Linked DNA regions of Danio rerio: region 1 is linked to region 2. A link is a contact called in public HiCAR-type data. All regions are on one chromosome and are shown on one strand. The core of a region is the stretch at or near the end of the contact, and the rest is flanking DNA. Distances in the headings are between cores, read along the strand shown. Region 1 holds the start of krt18a.1 (keratin 18a, tandem duplicate 1). Region 2 holds the start of krt8 (keratin 8).

Evidence for each region. HiCAR-type assays count read pairs that join an accessible place to other places.
Region 1: a contact with region 2 is called in a HiCAR-type map of caudal fin, with 7 times the contacts expected there. The contact joins the promoter of krt18a.1 here to the promoter of krt8 in region 2. A contact is called at or near these places in 4 of 18 Hi-C or Micro-C datasets (caudal fin, embryo, hematopoietic stem cells and 1 more) and 3 of 4 datasets of contacts at active chromatin or transcription factors (caudal fin, embryo and gastrula embryo).

What each region holds. Positions count from the first base shown.
Region 1 is chr23:10,461,448-10,465,064 of GRCz12tu, forward strand. It overlaps krt18a.1 (keratin 18a, tandem duplicate 1), which reads left to right and starts at 1,591. Exons shown (of 7, transcript NM_178437.2): 1 at 1,591-2,099. The coding sequence starts at 1,671.
Region 2 is chr23:10,369,126-10,372,999 of GRCz12tu, forward strand. It overlaps krt8 (keratin 8), which reads right to left and starts at 2,421. Exons shown (of 9, transcript NM_200080.2): 1 at 1,952-2,421; 2 at 623-831; 3 at 44-104. The coding sequence starts at 2,347.

The DNA of each region.
Region 1 (3,617 bases), core at 341-2,840, 91 kb after region 2:
AACCCAAAAAGTTACGGTAACTCAATCCAATTCAGGAAACCGATTGCAACAATCCATTAAAGTTCAAAATCTAATCCTAAAGAGTGCTGTGAACTTAATCCATTTGAGTACATGAAGCAATTTGAACACAGTAAAACCCAATAAATGAAGAGAACTCAAACCAACTGAGTACTGTAAGACCCAATTAGTTAAGGCAACTCAAATCATTTGAGGAAAGCGATTGCTACAAACCGTTTGAGTTCACAAAACAAATCTATATGAGTAGGGTGAACTTAATCAATTTGAGTACACGAAACAATTTGAGCCCAGTGTAAAAAGTGATTAGTTACTTAAAGCAAGTAAACCTTAAATAACTTTAAACGCAACACATTGACTTAAATATAATAATGTAAGTAAACCCATTGTAACCTGAAACTATTAAGTTGATTTAATTTTTTACAATTATGCAAATTGTATTTACTTTTTAAATAAAAGTAAACTAATCAGTTTTTTCCAATACACCTTTATCATGTTTGTTTTTTTGCCCCAGCTTTTCTGTATCTAAAATAACATTCAGTAACTAAAATAAATCTGCTCTTCCAGACTCCAGTGTGTCTTCTAAATTTAATACAGGCTATAGATTTTCTAGACTTAATGAAGCACCAACTATGTAATATTGTAATAACTTCATTAATTATGTGAAAACAGACGTGCTTAAATAGTCTGAGACTGTAAAAAGGGATTTTTTGACTTAAAAAAGTAAGTATAATTAGCATAATTATAAAAATTAAGACACCTTAACGGTTCCAAGTTACAATAGGATTACTTACATTATTTTTGTAAAGTCAACTTGTTGCTTTTAAAGCAATTAGTAAACTTGTTTTAAGTAAATAATTACTTTTTACTGTGTAAAACCAAATAAAATGAAGGGAAATCAAAACAACTGAGAACTGTAAAACCTAATAAGTAAAGGCAACTCAAACCGTTTAGGTAAACCGACTGCTACAAACTATTTGAGCTAAAAACTAATCTATATGCGTACTGTGAACTTACTCCATTTAAAGTGAAGTAATGAGTATGGTATTCATTACCTTCAACACTGAGTTCAAAGCTCGTTTAAAATGAGTAGAATTAACTTTCAGTATATTTTGAGTTACCTACACTAATTTCATTTGATAAAGTTGATTGTTGGGTTTTACAGCAGCTTCATTTCAGTTTTCACAGTTGTTAAAAGCATTGCTGAGTCTTGTTTCATGATTAAAAAAAACTAGTTAACTGATGGTAAAGTATAAAACTTTAAAGTAAGAGTAGTTTTAGCTTAGTACATCTTTATCAGAGAGATGTATATCAACGATGTTCAAATATTTAGATAATAACTTGACTGCATAATTAAAAAACCTCCAAACAAAAAAAACTCCAGATGCTAAGAACATTTCATACAGAGAAAACGGAGCCACTTGTAATAACAAACTTACTAAAGGCATTCATTCTGAGAACCCGCAGGGCCGCTTGCAAGACCTGTTGAAATGTGATTGGCTGTGGGGAGGGGCTCAGGGCGGGATTATCCAAGAGCTGCGTGTTCATAAACCCAGCGAGTGTGTCTCATGTCCTGTGCTCTGCTCTGCTGTGTTACTGAGCTCTACCTCTCTCCAGGCCTTCATTCACTCGTCTGCTCACTTACACCAGCGACCATGAGTCTGAGAACAAGCTACAGCGTGCGTTCCTCCACCTCCCAGGTGCCAGTGTCCCAGGTGTCTATCAAGCGCACCACCAATGTGCCGACTTACAGGGCTGCGAGCATCTACGGTGGCGCTGGAGGCCAAGGAACCCGCATCTCCTCTGCCTCCTACTCAGGAGTCCGCAGTGGACTGGGAGTTCCCTCGATGTCCAGCTCCATCCAAGTGAGTGCAAGTGGTAGCACAGGCGAGATCATGGGCAATGAGAAGATGGCCATGCAGAACCTGAACGACCGTCTGGCCTCCTATCTGGAGAAAGTGAGGATCCTGGAGCAGGCCAACAGCAAGCTGGAGCTGAAGATCCGGGAGGCCCTAGAGAAGAGAGGTCCTGATGTCCACGACTACAGCCGCTTCCAGCCAATCGTTGATGAGCTGCGCAAGAAGGTGAGTGGGAAACGCCAGGAGAAGCTTTATGGCCTCTATAAAGAACTTAATGTGACAGTCTAATTGTGCTGGGTTATGTTTATTAACAGTCTAGGGGATGTTTATTGGGCTTCAAGACATAAAGTAACAAAACAAAAGCATTTCATTGTCGTTTAATGTTGGCTTGATTTAAAAGGGTTGAGTGAGAGTTTACTGATGGTCAGCACTGATTGGCAAACAACCAAAAAAAAAAAAAAACTATGGGTGAAACTGAAAAGAGGGGAAGGCATGGGGGAGGGGGTGGTTTCTCTCTACGGGACGGCTGTTGTAAATTCTGCTTACAGCCGGTTTTCCGGTGAGTAAGCATCTCCGTCCTGTGTTTATCATTGTCTTTTTACACATACAGATGTTTGTTTGTTCCCTGAGGATGGATTAGTTTGGAAACTGAGATGTTTTAGCGTCTGTGTGTGTCATCAGGGAAATGGAAAAGCTGAGGGAGTTCAGACAGGACAAAATGCGACCAGATGTGAGACTTTCCTGAAAACGCAGTCTGAGCTATCTTAGAGAAATTACAAACATAGCCAACTTCTTTCATGTACTAAATGAGTGCTAATCTTGAAAGGTTTGAGTTCATAAAGCAGATACTGCTAATGATAAAATACCCATTAGGGTCAGTTTCACACCTTGAAGCTGACTTTTAAAACTAATGTCACTGATAAGCAGACGCTGTTATCAGAATGATTGATTTTTCATTCTTTAGAGACTATGTAGCAAGTTATGAGTAGATTAAATTAAAATAATTAATTTCTCATTTCTCAGGCATTCTCACTGCAACTAAATTAAATAGGAGTTTTAATAGGAGATTATCCTGATGAAAAGATATGTAAAATTTGGCACTGAAACCGTATTTCAATTAAAAAAGTTTGAAAAATTTTTGAAAAATTATTTAAATATATATTATTATTATATTTATTGATATTATTATATTTATTGATATTATGCTATATATTTGTATTATGTATATTATTATTATTATTATTATATTAATTATATATATATATAATTATTATTACACATTATAGTATATTATTATTAGTATATATATAATAATAATAATAATTATTATTATTATTATTGTTATTAATATTGTATTATATTATATTATTTGTATTTATTTATTTAGAGAAAAAAGGGGGAAAAAACATTTACTCAAATTAAAGCATACTATGGACAACAGTTAGTATGATAAACGGTCAACACCCATTAGTGTATGGAAAAATGTGTTGAGCTCACTAGCAGCCATATGTCTCCGCCCTATTCCATGATGCCAGGATATGCTGGCTTACAATGATGGAAAGCATTTACAAAACAAAGTAAATCAGCTGACAAAAAACAGGAACTCCAACTCCACCCCTGTTTCTCCCATCACACAATTAAATTTACAACTATCACACAGACACCAGCCACTCCAACTGTTGGTTAATGATTATCCCACAAACTGTGAAATGGACTTTGTCCTTCAGTAGCTCTTATCTAAGC
Region 2 (3,874 bases), core at 1,171-3,670:
GTAATAAACACAGTTTGCTTTGTATAAGAGGCAGTCTACAAACCTTCTTGATGAGCACAAACTCGTTCTCACATTCTGTGCGCTTGTTGATTTCATCCTCATATCTGAAGAGAGATGAAGAAACAGAAAGGTTAGATGTTATAGTGGTCTATTAAATGAGTTTTGTACACTAGAGGGCAGCAGTGCTACACATTTGTCACAAAAAGTGCTGAACTATTTCTGGATCGACTTTTTGTCTCTCATGGGCCTCATTATTAATCAGATTTGTCTAGAGATCCATGAAAGGTGCTGCGTTGATGTTTGTTCAGTTGGTGTAAATCTATCTGAATCATGCTGACGCCCATTTAATTGCAGCACAAAGTTGTTTTTCAATGGTATATTATGTTATTCAGTGAAATGCCTATGATATGATTCAAATCTGAAAAAGGCTGGGCAATGGGCAAGTATAGGGAGTGACTATGGTTGTGTATCAGTTGCCTAAAACCCTGTTGGATTATGAATTATGTCTATTCCCATCAGACCTTAAAACAAGTTTTCCCTTGCCTTTCCTCTTTTATTCTACGAAGTACACCACTAAAGCCTTCTTTGACCAGGTTTTAACCAATATGAGACTTTTACGCACTTGTTTTTGAAGTCCTCAACGAGACCTTGCATGTTGTGCAGGTCGGCCTCCAGCTTCATTTTGTCATTGCCAAGGCTGTCGAGCTGTCTGCGCAGGTTGGCGATGTAGGCCTCGAACATGGCATCGATGTTGGAGCGTGTGGCTGTCTGGTTCTGGAGCAGGCTCCATTTAGTCTCCAGCATCTTATTCTGCTGTTCCAGGAAACGTACCTACATTGGCAGAATGAGAATAAAGGTTTTGTCTCAATCCAGGCACAAATGAAAACCATACTTGGAAGTAAGTGCAACTTCAGAAAGTAACCCCACCCCCAGACCGATGCTGCAGAGGCAATTTAGAATCAGGGTTCTAGAAGTGCAACCATATGCCAACATATTGCTTGTGTGGTTAAGTGATCTTCACAAAGGAAAGCACTGTTTTCCTTAAATAACAAGGGATGCATGTGTTTTCAGTTTGTAATGCCCCCCCCTTCTGGAAATGGTGACGCATATTCCAGTAGGACATTAGTATGGATAACTATATCTCTTTTTATAGACTGAAATGAGACTATCAAAGAAGTTTTGATCCACTCAGTTAATATTTAAGTGATAGCAGGAAGATACCAGCTCTGATCTCCTGTAGTCCTTTAAAGGAGTGTGTAAACGACAGGCGGAGAGCAAATAATACCATGATAAGACTTTAACAGCTCGAGGTGAACATTGAACACACAACTAGGTTACAGTAAAAGTGTCACTGAGCCAGCTGACTTTACTGATCATCTGTCATATTCAAAACAGATGGAGCGTTAATCAAATAATGCAAGGCAAAGGAGACTATTATAATTAAGAGGAAGGACATAAATACTTAAGAGCTAAATGTGTGACAGAATATTTCCTCTTCTTGTTGCCTTGCTGTTACGTAATCTATCTAGTACTATCCAGCACATGACCCTGGTTCTTCAAATTAAATATTAACTACAAAAGAATGTGACATTTAGTTGATTGTACATTTTGTTTGGATTCTGGAAATGTAATGCATGGCTTGTAATGATAAGATGTATAAAACAGGTTTCAGGTCCTGCAGGGCGTCCTTTTTTGGGTGTGGACTCTTCAGAAGGGTTTCAGAAGCGCCTCAAGGCATCTCATTTAAATGAAAAGCCATCACACTCTGACCATGCACACACCCTTTTCTACTCGCCCTTACTTTCTCAAGTGTTTAAACCCAATATATAGTTTCTGTTCCACTCTAGACTAACTTTTACAGACTTTTTAAGCAAGAACGCAGTCAGTTTTTCCACTTTTCTGACCATACTGACCACTTGTGTAACTCCAAAAAAAGAAATGTCAAACCTACCTTGTCAATGAAGGAAGCGAAGCGGTTGTTGAGGGTCTTGATTTGCTCTTTCTCCTGGGTGCGGACAATTTGGATGTTGGGGTCGATCTCCAGATTCAGAGGTGCCAGGAGGCTCTTGTTGACGGTGACTGCTTGAATTGGTGCCACAACTCCTGCACCCATTCCGGTACCCATGCCCATGCCAAGACCGTAGGCTGAAGAGCTAGAGATGAAGCCACTACCACCTCCCATTCCAGCTCCCATGCCCCGATTGACACCTCCATAGGAGCTGCGTGCACTGTAGCTCTGCCGGCTCATGCTGGGACCGGAGTAAGACAAACTGCTGAAGTTGCGTGGGATAGATCCAGAGGAAGAAGACTTGACGGTGTAGCTGGTTTTCTTGCTGTAGGTGGACATCCTGCCTTGTGTGTTTTCTGTCTTGTAGAGAATGACCTGGAGCAAAGGGGGAGCGAGAGCAGCAGATATGAGCCTTGTCTGCTGTGCTGGAGAAACTCGAGCAGATAGAGAGAACGGCTGACTCTGTCTTGCTCTTTATGCGCTGGACACGGAGTGGGTGGAGCCAAAGGAGGGGTCTGATTGGTCGGTGTTTAGGTGTAGAAGGTGGGTGTGGCTGAAATTCAATCCAACATTGTCCTGCATTCCTAGTCTAACCAGTACATGGATCTTTTTTGTAATTCAATATGACCAGAAACAGACATTTTCTGGGATAATTAAGTGCTTGAAAAACTAGTGACCCTCCCTCAGTTTGTTCAAGTTAATATACCTTGTTTTATTTTGTACAAAATGAATCACACTTTTAATAAAAGCCAAAATACCAACATTTTAAAACGTTGTATGTCAGTAAAATTAAACATTAGTATTGAAATCCTTCAATGCAAGGCCAGGATCTACAAGGCAATGAATGTTCACACTGAACTAGCATGCATCTATTGATTTGCCTATTCAAATAAGACATCTGGAGGGCTTTGAATTTCACTCTAAACCTTTGACAGCTCAAATATTTTAACTCTCAGCACTTGAAGCTGTACAAAGAGGAACATGTGGCTTCCAGTTATGCTTTATCATTACCTACAGCAGCCAACTAGCTTTAGATATGAGGCATTCTCTACTATAAATATTACACTATAACACCCAACACTTAACTTTATTAAATGAAATGAGTGTAGTTAACTCAAAATTTACTGAAAGTTAATTCTACTCATTTGAAAAAAGTTTTTGTTTTCAGAACACAGTTTTTATTTTTACTCAAATGGTTTGTAGCAATTGGTTTCCTCAAACGGTTTGGGTACTCTTCATTTATTAAGCTTTAGTGTGCTAAAATGTATTTGTTTACTCAAATGGATTAAGTTCACGGCACTCATTAGGATTAGTTTTTGAACTTAAATGGTTTGTTGCAATCGGTTTTCTCAAATGGTTTGAGTTACCTTAACTTTTTGGGCTTTACAGTGTATGATTACAGCATAAACACATGGATATTTAAGCGGAATATGATAGTATGTAATATTTAACTTGACAAGCAGGAACAGTCCTACCTGAAACTGGACCACCAATAGTTTCTCAGCCTCAGTAAAGCAATACTTGACAGGTTTTAAAACCCAGCTCTAAGGACCTGAAGCCCCTTGAATTCCAAAGGCCTCATAAAGTTAGCCAGGTTTATGTTCGTGCTGTGTTAATGGTTAAATAACCAGAGGTTTGCTTTTTAAAACACGGTTTAAAATGATGAGGCTCTTATTAGGCTTGAGTTTTGGCAAGTGCTGTGATATTTTATGATACAGGGGAGGCTGGATGATAAGGTTAGATCAGGGGCGCCCAAACTTTTTCTTACAAAGGGCCAAAAATCAATCTTGATTGAGGCTAGTGGGCCGAAGGTAAATATAGTTGCCATGGGTGATTTCCTAATTTATTTAATAATATTTAAAAATG